3 separate regions of the Mus musculus genome follow, and regions 1 and 3 are each linked to region 2. The links are chromatin contacts, called in public HiChIP or PLAC-seq maps. All regions are on one chromosome and are shown on one strand. Each heading gives the region's core, a stretch centred on a gene start, on an enhancer-like site or on the middle of the called end of the contact. The rest is flanking DNA. Distances are from core to core; before and after follow the strand shown. Region 1 overlaps Wdr73 (WD repeat domain 73). Region 2 holds the start of Fes (feline sarcoma oncogene). Region 3 overlaps Crtc3 (CREB regulated transcription coactivator 3).

Region 1 (4,848 bases), core at 173-2,672, 500 kb before region 2:
CAAGGGGTACACACTTCTGTCCACAGCACTTAAAAATAATGGGGGGATAAGAAAAGTCTAACAGCTTTTTTTATAATAAATTTTTTTAAGATGTATTTATTTTGTGTGTATGAGTACACTGTAGCTGTACAGATGGTTGTGTGCCATCGTGTGGTTGCTGGGAATTGAATTTAGGACCTCTGTTCGCTCCAGTCAGCCCCGCTCACTCTGGCCCAAAGATTTATTATTATTATAAGTTAAGTACACTGTAGCTGTCTTCAGACACACCAGAAGAGGGAGTCAGATCTCATTACGGATGGTTGTGAGCCACCATGTGGTTGCTAGGATTTGAACTCACGACCTCTGGAAGAGCAGTCGGTGTTCTTAACCTCTGAGACATCTCTCCAGCCCCCATTGTTCACTTTTTTTTTTTTTTTTTTCCTTTTTGGTTTTTCAAGACAGGGTTTCTCTGTGTAGCCCTGGCTGTCCTGGAACTCACTCTGTAGACCAGGCTGGCCTCGAACTCAGAAATCCGCCTGCTTCTGCCTCCCGGGTGCTTCACAACAGGATCACGTTCAGAGTTTGGGAAGCATCCTCTGTCATCCTCGCCCCCCCGCCCCGAAGCTCACCCCGCGGCTCCCTCTACTCTGTTCAGTGGTGACACACTGATAGCTTGAAGTTGGCCTTGGTGGGAGGATTTACATCTCAGAAGCTGGCAGATATTACAAAGCAGATATCCGGGTTACAGCAGCCCAGCTGCACGCTAGTATTTCACTGGGAAAGCTGAGTAATTTAGAAGTCGGTTGTGAATGTAGAAGGTGCTTTGCTGAACTGTATCAGCCAGGGCCCGACCAGGAAGTGCAGACGCACACCCGCACACCCACGGGGTGACTGAGCTGCAGTTTGGGGCTGCAGAGGAAGTGAAGGAAGGGAAGCTTGCTAAGGTAGGTTCACAGCTGCAGGAAGTCGGGGCCAGAGGCCTCCAGGTAAGAACTGCAGGTGTCTTGTCTGACCAGAGCCCAGTTCCTAGGCCCAGAGAAAAGAGGGCCAACTGCTACAGAAAGTAGAGTGACAGGAGATCGGGATGGGCTCAGAGATTCACAGAGGCGACACAGACTTCCCTTCAGATGAGCTATGTGAGGAAAAGCCACCGATGGTGGTGGTGGGGAAAGCATTAGCTGAAGGAGAACACCAGGACTATGTGGGCCTTAAAGACTGTGAGAGCCTTCCCTTCAAGTCCCTGGACAGTGGAGTTAGGACACTGTCTGTAGCTGGCTCTGTTTCGTTTTCTTTTTTAGTTCTACATCTTGTGACCTAGCCTAGCCAGGTCTGTGTGCTGGGAGTCAGGAGAGCACAGGCAAAAACAAGCTAGAATTCAGTGCATTGTTCCCTCCCTCACTCCTCCCTCCCACCCCCAGGCTAGGGAAAGGGGCGGGGCTAGGCATGCTTACAGCGGCTGGTGGGAGGGAGACTGTTAGGCTCTGTCCCAGAGAGAGGGAGAGGGGCTGGGTTTGGAGGCAGCTGTGGAAACAGTGATGCTGTAGGCTCCATCTGTCTCACTTAGCCATTCCTGAATGCCATGCCGCACCAGCCTAGGTGTTATAACGAGATGCTGAACTGTATCCATAGGGCCTCCATTAGAGAAGGGGCGCATGGCCTGCAGCATGGGCCCAGTCACACACGGGCCTGGAGAGAGTAGGCTCGCACAGGGAAGGTGACAGTTGAGTTGTATCCTGTGTTCGGGCAGAAGGGACATCATTGTTAAGGACAGAGCCCCTACCCTAGGAGTAAATGGGAATACAACTGAGAAAGCGGGCTTGGGGTCTGTCAGTGAGGCATGCAGGGGCATGGAGGGTGGTCCTAGATTGTGCTAGGCAGCAGGAAGAGTGAGCACGCAGACACAGATGCACTTAACACACAGAGCCGAACACAGCTGGTCAGACACATGGCTGTCCTTGGACAAAATGGATGGCAGGAAACGAACCAACCCAGAGGACAGATTGTGCGGGTGCCTGCCTGGACCGGACTGTACCTACAGCAGGCAAAGTCCCAGGGACTCAGCAAGGACACTGAGGTCAGGGCTACAAGAGGGGGGATGGGAATGATTGTCTAATAGATGAGGAATCTTAGGCTTGGAGCTGGAAAGGTGACTCAGAGGCTAAGAGCTCCTGGTGCTCTTGGAGAGGACCCGGCACCCACACCTGTCTGTACCTCACTCCAGAGGGATCCACCGCCCTCTTCTGCCCTCTGCAGGCACCTGTGTGCACACATACACATAAATAATTTTTTAAAAATCTTTAAAAGGCATTCTAAAATAAATCTATGCCACTTTTGTTTTCTGCCCTTGGAAGAAACAAAAATTCTAACTTAATTTCTGGAATATTCCTTTTAAAAATGATCTCCGGGGCTGGAGAGATGGCTCAGCGGTTAAGAGCACTGACTGCTCTTCCGAAGGTCCTGAGTTCAAATCCCAGCAACCACATAGTGGCTCACAACCATCCGTAATGAGATCTGGCGCCCTCTTCTGGAGTGTCTGAAGACAGCTACAGTGTACTTATATACATACAATAAATAAATAAATCTTTTTTAAAAAATGATCTCCAATGACAGGTGTTCTGAAGTCTCGAAGGCTGCAAATAGCCATCCATTGAAAGTACTGGACTGGAAAGAGAAAACTGAATAGAGCCAGGTCTCCGAGGAAGCCAGATGCTCTATAGACAGTGCTGCTGTCGGCCCCTGCTAAGCAATGTGTAGAGCACCATGTCCCAGGAGTGTGCAGGTTAGGTGTGAAGCTTTCTAAAGTGCTCTCAGAGGCCAGGCCTGGTGGCCTAGCCCTCCATCCCAGCAGGTGGACACCTCTGTGTGGTCTACACACTGAGTGCTGGGCCAGTCAGGGCTACAGAGTAAAGTTCCTGTCTCAAAATACAAAGTAGCATGAAGACATTTTGTAACCCAATTATTTATCATTTATTTATATGATGTGTGTGTGTGTTTTATATGTGCACAGGCTGAAGCATGCCTGTGGAGATCAGAGGGCACAGGGCACCTTGGGTACTGGTCCCCGTCTTCCACTGTGTTTGAGGCAGGCTCTCTTCTGGTTCACTGCTGTATACTCAGGCCGCCTGGCCCTTGAGCTTCTGGGATTCTCCCATCTGCTCCCACCAAGCCAAAGGTGCAAGGATTACAGATGCACACACTGTGCCTGGGGGGCAAACTCAGGGCCACATGTTTGCCAGAAGCTCTCCTCCCTCTGAGCCATCTCCCCAGCTCTTTAGAAAGTGTGTGTGTGTGTGTGTGTGTGTGTGTGTGTGTGTGTGTGTGCGCGCGCGCACGTGCAGTCACATGTGAATTGCCTTGTCATAGGGCACATAAGGAGGTCAGAGGGCACCGAGGTAGCAGTCCTCACCTTCTGCCTTACCTGAGACAGGCGTTCTCTGTTCTTTTCTCACTGTGTACACCTGGCTCCGTGGCCCAGTGTTTTACCCACTGAGCCATCTCCCCAGCCCTAAATTCTTAAACTCAAAGAACTTCTGGAATACTCAAGCAACAAAGCCCAACAAAATGGTGTTTTCAACAGACAAGTTTCATCTGCGAGGGCTCTTCCTGCTCTGTGTCCGTGCTGTTATTAGAAAGAGACAAGAAGGCATGATGGTGCACGCCTTTAATCCCAACACTTGGGAGGCAGAGGCAGGCAGATTTCTGAGTTTGAGGCCAGCCTGGTCTACAGAATGAATTCCAGGACAGCCAGAGTTACACAGAGAAACCCTGTCTCAAACAAACAAACAAACAAACAGAAACAGACAAGAAGACACCTTTGCTATGGAGTAAAGAAAACCCCTTCGAATAAATAGTCTTTGTGAGCCACCCTGCTCTTGTAGTTGGTGGAGAGCTTGGTTGCGCTGTATTTCAGGATAGGAGGTAAATATTTCCCCAGAACCTATCCCCCTGACTAGCAACTCAGGGTCCCTAATTCTGCCCTTGGGGCTGTGTCTCTTACTGTTCCAAGCACTCTGGAGAGGAGAGCTTACCCCGATCTTCTCCGCTACCCAAAGGTTGGGACCCAGCCTCTGGGTCCCTGAAGTCTCCTCTGACCCTTTGTTTCCATACCATTCACCCTTTGGTGCTGCTCCCTAGGAGTCCCCTGTGGCAGAGAAGGCTTCCTAGCACCTCTAAAGCATCAAAGATGTCAGCAAGCACCCAGGAAGACTCATCGGGAGGGTCTTAGCCTCAAAGGTGCTTGCTTCTGGCTTCGCAGCAGTTGGGCTGCAGGCTTTTGAATCAGTAGTGATGCTGTTCCCGGGTCCATGGTGCTAAAACTTGTAGCAAGCCCGCTCTAGCCCAGTTCCCTCTGCAGTTCTGATGGCAGGTGGGGCTTTTCTTGGATATAAGGCTCACTGAAATGTCCCAGAACCCCTTGGTTTCTGCAGCCCTTGTGTGTTCCTTCTCCCTTCTGATTCTCCCAGCCCTGGCACTCCTCCCGATTCAAGGCTGTGCGGCTTTTTCTATGCCAGTGTTACACACAAGCCAGTCGTTTAGAAAGAGAGAACTTCAACTGAGGAAAATGCCCCCACCAGACTGGCCTGTGGGCAAGCCTGTAGGCATTTTTTAGTTGATGATAGAAACCATAAGGCAAAAAAGGCCTTGGCTGTTCTCAACTGATACCAGACCAGGCTCTGCCCTTAACCAGCTGCTGGTAACTCTCCCTGACAGATGTGATGTAGCCCTTACCTTTAATTCCAGTACTTGGGAGGCAGAGGCCAGCCAAGTATAGAGAGAGTTTCAGGACAGCCAGAGCTACACACAGAAAATAATAATAATAATAATAATAAATTATGGTCTGGAGAGATGTCTCAGAGGTTAAGAGCACTG
Region 2 (4,226 bases), core at 1,402-3,901:
GGGGCAGAGACTGCTTCTTACCCCACCCTTGGGCCTACCTGTTTGCCTGAGGTGGGATCCCAGGAGCCTCACCCCTACCACCCCTCCATGTGGAGGAAAGAGGAAATCTTTAGGGCAGCTTCCTTGGCCCAGCTGGACTTCCCGCAGAGTGAAGAGGGGCGGCCTCTCTCTGAGTCCCTGACCAGGCTGCAGCCCTGCCCCTTCCCTTCCCTGCCCCTCAGAAAGCAATAATGGTTCCCATCCAGGCAACAGGGAGGCTGGCCAGGAGGTACTTGAAGAAGGCAGCCACCTCTCCAAGGGCTTTTGCATCCCCTGACCCTCTCTGGCTCACAGGTGAGCCTCCGAAGAAGCTGCAGTCTTAGGAAGGGACCAAAGCAAAGCAGGCCCCTCCCAGTGTGCCTGTACTTTCTTGCTCTCAGCCTGCCTCTGCACTCCAGGCCTCCACCTCCGTGGAAGCCAGGCTGAGCTAGGCCAGCACGGGCCGGCCGAGCTAAAGCTCTGGGGGCCTTGCTGGTGTCTGACCATCCTTTATGGCACCCTCCCCCCTTGCCAGGGCCCTGTTTTCTGAGCCCGGGGCTGCCTGGGCTGTTGGCAGTTACAGTACAGGAGCCCCTGGGTGGGTGGTGGGGAGGCACGGTGGCCCAGCCTTCTCCTCCCGCCTCCCACCCGATGCTGCTTTCCCCTGTGGGGATCTCAGGAGCTGTTTGAGGATATATTTTCACTTTGTGATTATTCACTTTAGATGCTGATTCTTTTTTTTTTTTTTTTTTGTATTTTTAATGGGGGTAGCAGCTGGACCCTTGACCTTCTCATGCCCACACCCACCCTGCCCTTCCCATGGCTGCCCAGCCCTGGGGTATAGGGAATAACTAAGCCCCATGTCCTGAAGAGGCAGGCCAGCCCGGTGGGCTCTAAGAAAGGGGGTTGTGGTGGGAGGGGTAGGCTGACATCATCTGTTTCAAATGGGGTTGTGCCAAGGGCTTATGGGTCGCTGGCTCTCCAAGTGCCAGGGGTGGGCAGGTGGCACCACCAAGCCCTTTCTAACACTGTGCCCTGGTGGAGAAAGCATTGGCCTATGATGCCCCCCAAACCCCCTCTTCTGATGTGCCTTTTGCACCCTTCCCATTAGGACAATCAGTCCCCTCCCACTTGGGCTCCCCCCCCCCCATTTTCTTTTCCTTAGCCCTTCTCAGTACCCAGCCTACCTGTCCAGGGGTGCCCCTTGCTCTCCTGCCCACCCCTCACGGCCATCCAGGCTGGTTTTGTAAGATGCTGGGTTGGTGCACAGTGATTTTTTTTTTCCTTGTAATTTAAACAGGCCTGGCATTGTTGGTTCTATTTAATGGACACGAGATAATGTTAGAGGTTTTAAAGTGATTAAACGTGCAGACTATGCAAACCAAGCCCGGTCTCCAGTGTCTATAGCTCTTCTCGGGACCCTTAGCTGTTTGACTGGGGAAGGGTGGGAACTAGGGGCCAGTTTGGCTTAAGTCAGAAGGCTTAAATGCCTCTAAGAGGTCTAGGGCTTCCACTGCTGAGGTCTGAGGGGATCCTGAGTGAACCCAGATCTGTGTGCTCCTTGGTTTTATCATGACATAAGCTAGTGTCACCTGGGAAGAGAAGCTTCAGTTGAGAAGTTGCCTCCATTGGATTGGCCTGTGGGCAAGTCGGTGGAGCATTTTGATACTGGCTGATGTGGAAAGGCCCGGTGTACTGGGGGTGTCTACCTTCCCATACAAAGATCCTGGGGTGCCTGTGAAAGCAAGTGGCCAGCGAGCAGTGTCCTCCGTGGTTCCTGTTTCAGCTCCAGCCCTGACTTCCCTTGGTGGTGGACTCTAATCCTTAAATCAGACAATCTCTCTCTCCAGGCTGCTTTCAGTTCTGGTGTTTATCACAGCTAGCCGAGCTCACCTTTAATCTCAGCATTTGGGAGGCAGAGGCAGGGCATCTCTTCATCTGAGGCCAGCCTGATCTACATAGCAAGTTCTAGGACTACACAGAGAGACCCTTTCTCAAAATAAAAGAAAAAACAAAACAAACAAACAAAAAAAACCCCAGCAAACCAGGATTGAATGGCTGGGGGAACCTGAGTCCCTCATGGGGAAATAATTTCTCCTCAGTTCTATACCCCACGCTGGCCCAGGCTGCCACTGAGACTCAACGCCCTGCCTGAGAGAAAGGGTGCTACCGGAACCCGGGCCCGAGAAGCAGGCCTCTGCTTAGGATTTTGACTTGGAGATTTTATATGCAAATAGTGGCTGGCGCCTGAGGTCTCCTTAGGGAATCCAGAGGAGGGACAGGATTAGGCTTCCTTCCTCTATGTCCCCCTGGCACCCTAGCACGCTGTCAGGATTCACATTAGTCCACACACCCTGGGTGCCCCGGGGGTCCCAACACCCTGCCTGAGGCCTCACCTTGAGTCCATCCCCACTGCATTTTGGGTTCCTTCCCCCGCGTTCGCGGGACCCTGGAGAGTGCCTGGTTCACAGGCCACTCTTCGCATGGCCATTCTTTGCCGGCCTCCTCCTCCCTTCCGTTTCCGTGGCTGAGCTGTCGCTGTAGGCTGTGGCCCAGGGCACGCAGAGTGGGGAGCAGGATGGGGGGGTGGGCTGTGCTCTCTCTTCCCTATAGTGGACCCGCCCCGCGGCCTAGGGCAACTGAAACCACGGAGGAGGAAGCAGGAATCAGGAACTGGCCCGGCAGATTCTGGGCCTTAGTCGGTCCACCGCCACCTACCCCAGGAGCAGCTGCCCGAGAAAGGTAACTCCACCTTCGAGATCCAGGAGTTTATGTGGAACACGGGCAGGGCTGGGCACCGGAAAGGGGCCAGGCGGGTGTTCTGGGAACCTGAAACCTGATGGGGGTGGGGCTAGGATCTTGGGAAGAGCAGGAAAGCCCAGTGATAGGGTTTTTTTTCGGTGGCTCCCGGAGGCCGCAGTCCAGCACTGTTGAAGGCCCTGGGCAGGGCAGGAGTCGGTAACACCCAGGAATGGTGTGGGGGAAGGGTCCTGTTAGGGACCTCCAGTCTGGTTCCTGGAAACAGGACCACTGGCTCTGAAATCTAGTCTAGTACATCGGAAGCAGAAGGGCCAGCCCCAGTCCAGGCTGCTCTCTGCACCTCTTGGTATTTTTTTTTTTTTTCTAAGCAGAACCCCACCCATGTCCCGCCCGCAGCCCTCTTCGACCGTAGCCTCATCTTCCATCACCAGCCGCTTCTTTTGTCTCCACTGAATGACCCGGTTTCTGTCCCCAGGACACCATTATGGGCTTCTCTTCAGAGCTGTGCAGCCCCCAGGGCCACGGGGCAGTGCAGCAGATGCAGGAAGCTGAGCTGCGCTTATTGGAGGGCATGAGGAAGTGGATGGCCCAGAGGGTCAAGAGTGACCGGGAATATGCAGGATTGCTTCACCACATGTCCTTGCAGGACAGCGGAGGCCAGAGCTGGAGCAGCGGCCCCGACAGCCCTGTCAGCCAGGTGAGCTTCCGTGAGCTCTCCCATTCACTTGCCCTCATCACCTCCCCGCTTAGAGGTGGGGTTGGAAAGGATGCAAACCCAGGCTTGCGGGCCATTGCCCTGTTCTTCCCATTTCCCTATCCCACAATGTGCTGTAGTCCTGGGCAGAGATAACAAGCCAGACCGAGAACTTGAGCCGGGTGCTGCGGCAGCATGCAGAAGATCTGAACTCGGGGCCCTTGAGCAAACTGAGCGTGCTGATCCGGGAGCGGCAGCACCTGAGAAAGACGTACAACGAGCAGTGGCAGCAGCTGCAGCAGGAGCTCACCAAGGTAGGCGGGCACCCAGAGGACGCTGTCGCAATAAGGTGCAGTTTTACACAAGAGTGCTTAGGGAAGCAGAAGTCACTGACCGCAGGCCCAGCTCCAGGATGGCCTGTGTGGCCTTGCCGCTGCAGCTTCCTCCTTTCCTCTCACAACTTTGGCTAACTTGCTACAGGGCCTGTTGAGCCACTGTGAGGGACTTGGGGGGGGGGGGCAAGTGTGCTTAGAGTGGACCCCGCCAGGGCCCCAGAGGCCGAATCCTGCCCTGGTCTGAGTCCCAGCAGCTCTTCAGCTACAGGCTGGGTTACAGGCAGCTGCTTTGTCTCTGGGTGCCTCTCTCCCCAATTCACTCACTGGTCAATCTCCCAGTACCACACCCCTCATTGCCACAGAGCTGGGTCCTACCATGGACCCACAGCGCCCTCTTGTGGTCCGCCTTCCCAGACTTT
Region 3 (4,279 bases), core at 389-2,888, 270 kb before region 2:
GCTGCCCAATGTAGGTTCCAGGGGCCAAATTTGAGTCTTCTGCAAGAGTAGTATGTGCTCTTAACTGCTAGCTCTCCAGCTCCTCAGATATCTTTATTACTATACAAGCCCATCTGTCCCCCACCCCCACCCCTGGGTATGCATCTCTCTGCCTCTCTTTTGTTTATGCCATGCTAGAGATCAAACCCAGCCCTTTTGCGTGTGCTCAGCCACTGCTGGCTGAGCTATGTCCCTAGTGTCCCAAGTGTTTTCTTTCTTAGATTTTTATTTTTATTGGTGTGTGTTTTGTGTGTGTGTGTGTGTGTGTGTGTGTGTGTGTGTGTGTGTGTGTGTATTTCTATGCTTGCAGAGGCCAGAAAGAGGGAGCAGAAGTCACAGATGGCTGTGAGATGCCTGCTGTGGCTGCTGGGGACTGAGCACAGGTTAGGCGCACACTTACTGCAGAGCCAGCCACAGACACCATGGCACACGTCTGTAATCCTAGCACTCAAGACGTCGAAGTACAAAGATCACAAGTTTGAGGCCTACCTAGGCTACCTAGTGAGACTCTGCCTCAAACAAAACAATTAATACTTGTCAGCCATCTGATGCATGAAATATATACAATTTTCATGCCCTGATTTGGCATCTTAGGATGGTTGCTGATCAGAGGTGTTGTCCCTGAAGGCCAACTGGATCTCATTACTAGCTGCTCAGTAACTCACATTGGGACCTTAGGCAAGGTTATTAGCCTCTCTGCACCTAACTTATGCATCAGTGAGCTCTGGTGACTAAGAGTACCTAAGGTAGACTGGAAGGATTAAATTAGCTAATAATACATGAACATCCCAGAATAATGCCCAGTATGTACTTATTGCTTAATGAATATTGCAAAATTCCTGTACCAACTTCTGCTGGGTGAAATGCTAGAAACCGGGCCACCTTGTGTGATTTCAGTAAACGCTGATCCCACCTTTCCTGTCTGTGTGGTATGCTGTCTAGGGCTAGAGAACTAAGTTTTGCTATTTATATAAAGCTTCTTTTGTTTTCATTTTTCAGGTGAGGATTCATGTATCCAAAGCTGCATTAGAGCCCAGATGAGAGTGGCCTAGAACTCTGTGTAGGGTGGGGGAGAGGAGGGAACTCACTATGTACCCCTGGCTGGATTGAAACTAATTTTGTAGATAGACCAGGCTGATGTGGACTTCATAGAAATCCACCTGCCTCTACCTCCCAGGTATTTGGACCAAAGGTGGGTGCTACCATGCCTGACAACCTTCAACTTCTAATTTTTCTGTCTTTGCCTCCCAAGTGGTGGGACCACAGGCATGTGCCACTATAGCCAGTTTATACCATGCTGGGGAATTGAACCCAGGGCTTCACAAGTGTTAGGTAAGCACTCTGCTAATTGTGCCACAGTCTTAACCTCTTCTGTCCCCTGCCCCACAGCCCCCTATCCTTTCAACCAGATCTTACTGTGTAGCCTAGACTGGCCTGGAACTTGTAATCCTGTGTCAGCTTTTCAAGTGCTAGAGTTACAGGCGTGTGCTACCACACCGGCCTTACATAAAGCTCCTTAGAATCTGTGCAGGCTGGTTAACATCTGAGTGTTTCCTCATTGGCTGGATAAAAATAACCTTGCTGAAGTCTTAGCTGCCCTGGCTGGGGTCATCCAGACTGTATGTGAAGGCACTGAGTGCAACTCCAGGAGAGGCAGGGACCTAGGCAGTGGCAGAGCAGGGCAAGGGCGGAAGCTGTTTCTCCAGGTGCCCTTACATTTGGACTCTGAAATTCAGTTCTCATTCCTCTCTCTGGAACCAGGCCCTGATTGTTAGGTCGCTAAAGAGTGGCAGGTGGGAGCCACAAGCAGCACACTGCCTGTCTCTAAATTTTTAAGTCACCACATATTTTGGCTGTAGAATCAGCCAAAGTTTTGTTCCAGTTCCTTACAAAATTTCACAACATTTCAGGCGTTAGAATTGGTCCCTGTGTTGTGAAGCAGCTGGGTTTTATACTTTAGACTTGAAGATGAAGGCTTAGTGGTTGATTATTACGTTGGGTGTTTTCCAAGAGTCAATGCCATCTGTGGAAGTTTCTCTGTTGTCCCTAATGCCAGGTTCTGTAGCAGTTTCTCTGTTCAAAAATACAGCCTGTGTTCAGGACACTCCCTGGGTACAGAAATTGGTTTCCTTGGCAACAGATAGCTGGTGTCTTAGCTCTTTTCTTTCTTTACTCTTGGGGATGTAACTTCAGAAAGCTTTCCCCTCCCATTTTCTCCTGAAAACCCGTTGGAGGCAGTCACAGTAGTAGCTGTTCGATACCCATCTCTCAGTACCAGGGACTGAACGCGGCTTTTGCTAAGTAGGCACTCATATCATTGAGCCGTGTCCTCATCCCTGTTTAAATGGTTTATTTTGGGATAGTGTCTCAGTGAGGTGCCTAGGCTGGCCTCCTCCTTGCTCTGTAACTCAGACAGACTGGGAGCTCTCAGCCTTCCAGCCTTAGGCTTGCCCCAGCAGGTCCAGCTCACACTTCCCATTTTTGAGGGGAGTAGGAGGATCCTAGGAATTGAACCCAGGACTTTATAAGTGCTGGCAAATACACTGCCACTAAGCTAGACTTCCAGAGATTCTAGTTTGTTTATTCTTTGTCTATGTGTCTGTGTGTGCGCACATGTGTGTTTGTAGATATTGGAAGCCACAGGGTATGTGTGGAGGTCAGAGAACAGCTTTCAAGGAGAGTTGGTTCCCTGCTTTCACCATCTGGGTTCTGAGGGTGTCATCGTGTTTTTAACACATGTATTTTTTATTATTGTGTGTGATGTGTGGATGTGTGTGCGTGCGTGCCCGATCCCCACCTAGCGTGTGTTAGTGTATGTTAGAGTTTCTTCTTCTTTCATGGGCTCCAGGGCTGACCTCAGTCTTGGGCAGCAAACACTTAATGCACTGAGTCACCTCACCAGCCCTGGTGTAATTTCCGAGTGCAGAGGGAAACACTTCCCCACAGTGTTAGCCAGGAGGGGCTCATTTGATTGAGACAGCCTACTATCTCGTCCCAACTAGCCTGAAACTCTCAACATAGACCAGGCTGGCCTTGAGCTTGTACTGATTCTCCTGCCTCTGCCTCCTGGATTCCAGGACTCCTGCACCTGCTGGTCTCAGGTTGGCTCTGGTACTGCGGGTTGAACCCACTTCCCTAAGCTACACTCCAGTCTCTAGGCAGGAGTCCGGTGGTGCTCGGAGGACAGAAGTGTTGAGTGTCTGAGCTCTGTCTGTGTGCTCTGCCACTTCATTCTCCTGCTGGAGTGCAGGTTGGCATCTTCATCCCCATTATACTGATGCTTTCACAGTGACATACCAAAGGTCGCACAGTGGCAAGTGACGGTGTCATGACTCTGACCCAGTTTATCTTTCCCAGGCCTTTGCTCTTATTTAGCAAATAAAATAGAATACCCAGAATCAATCATGTGTTTTATTCTTTTCCAGTCTGTATAATTGCTTTACCTTTTTTTTTTTTCCCCTCCTGGACCCTTCAGCTAGTCACGGTGGCGTCACTTTTGCTTGGCTCTTCTCTTAGATTATGTGTTGGTTTTTCATTCCCTCGGCCACCTGAGCAATCTTTTTATTAATCTAAGCCTACCTTCACCCCTCAGCCAACTTTCCCTCCCTCCCTCAGCTTCTAAGGAAGTGTGTCTCTGTGGCGGTCCCACGCTCGTGCACTGAGCATTTCACGCTGGAACCTGGTCAGGAAAGGCCAGAGCTAGCAGTCTGCTCCCTGAAGTGGTCTCTCCACTGGGAGGGGGCAGCCAGGCCAGGGGTATGAGCTACCCAGCAAGAGCAGACATGGCCACTCTGAGCATGGTCTTCCCTCCCCTGAAGTGTCCATGCCCGAACTTATCTCTTCAGTATCTCACCGACATCTTGGCATTCATGAAGTTGCTCAACAGATACATTGGACCAGTCTGTGCCTGTTTAGCTTCTGAGTAGTTTTTGACAGTTGTTTAAAGTTAATTAATCAGGGTAGTCATCTAAAAGTTTTAATACATGCAGTTATTATATGATAATTAAAAAGAAAAAAAAATAAGAGCTTAGAAAAGCTCCAGAGTTAAATGTAACTTAAAACAGAGTGGCGAGCCTGCTAAACAAAGGGCCTGGGAGCGCTTGTGTAGCCTTGACTGGGTTCTGGCAGCAGCAGCGGCCCTCTTTGTCACAGTCCTCTGTCCATTTTGATTACTTGCCCTTGAGGAATAACAAAATTGTAGCGGCAGAGCAGACTGCACTCTTTCAGTACATAGGTGGAA

What was found. HiChIP or PLAC-seq counts read pairs in DNA pulled down with a chosen protein or histone mark.
Region 1: a contact with region 2 is called in an H3K4me3 HiChIP or PLAC-seq map of stem cell-derived neural progenitor cells, with 12 read pairs. The contact joins the enhancer-like site here to the promoter of Fes in region 2. A contact is called at or near these places in 5 of 39 promoter capture datasets (the C10 cell line, frontonasal cranial neural crest, hippocampal neurons and 2 more), 1 of 15 datasets of contacts at CTCF or cohesin (embryonic stem cells), 3 of 484 Hi-C or Micro-C datasets (all in embryonic stem cells), 5 of 115 datasets of contacts at active chromatin or transcription factors (embryonic forebrain, embryonic stem cells, neural tube and 1 more) and 1 of 9 other capture datasets (embryonic stem cells).
Region 3: a contact with region 2 is called in an H3K4me3 HiChIP or PLAC-seq map of bone marrow-derived macrophages, with 3 times the contacts expected there. The contact joins the enhancer-like site here to the promoter of Fes in region 2. A contact is called at or near these places in 14 of 39 promoter capture datasets (the 3T3-L1 cell line, 3T3-L1-derived adipocytes, the C10 cell line and 9 more), 1 of 484 Hi-C or Micro-C datasets (bone marrow-derived macrophages), 6 of 115 datasets of contacts at active chromatin or transcription factors (bone marrow-derived macrophages, cardiomyocytes, embryonic stem cells and 3 more) and 2 of 9 other capture datasets (adipose tissue and liver).

Annotation. Positions count from the first base shown.
Region 1 is chr7:80,885,970-80,890,817 of GRCm38.p6, reverse strand. It overlaps Wdr73 (WD repeat domain 73), which reads left to right. Exons shown (of 8, transcript NM_028026.2): 8 at 1-95. Among named protein-coding and RNA genes, the nearest start is that of Gm32112, 5.0 kb to the left of the region's middle. Within about 2 kb of position 1,422, at least 248 of the 459 cell types and tissues checked have an H3K27ac peak or open chromatin away from gene starts, as enhancers often do. A contact at or near this core is called in embryonic stem cells, hippocampal neurons, stem cell-derived epiblast-like cells and 1 more, where this site is marked.
Region 2 is chr7:80,386,371-80,390,596 of GRCm38.p6, reverse strand. Fes (feline sarcoma oncogene) reads left to right here and starts at 2,651. Exons shown (of 19, transcript NM_010194.2): 1 at 2,651-2,760; 2 at 3,254-3,475; 3 at 3,613-3,786. The coding sequence starts at 3,263. Furin (furin (paired basic amino acid cleaving enzyme)) reads left to right here. Exons shown (of 16, transcript NM_011046.3): 16 at 1-1,403.
Region 3 is chr7:80,653,245-80,657,523 of GRCm38.p6, reverse strand. The region is part of intron 2 of Crtc3 (CREB regulated transcription coactivator 3); the gene reads left to right. It overlaps Gm51450 (a long non-coding RNA gene), which reads right to left. Exons shown (of 3, transcript XR_003946653.1): 3 at 1-4,279. Among named protein-coding and RNA genes, the nearest start is that of Gm51450, 7.5 kb to the right of the region's middle. Within about 2 kb of position 1,638, at least 80 of the 459 cell types and tissues checked have an H3K27ac peak or open chromatin away from gene starts, as enhancers often do. A contact at or near this core is called in adipose tissue, bone marrow-derived macrophages, cardiomyocytes and 4 more, where this site is marked.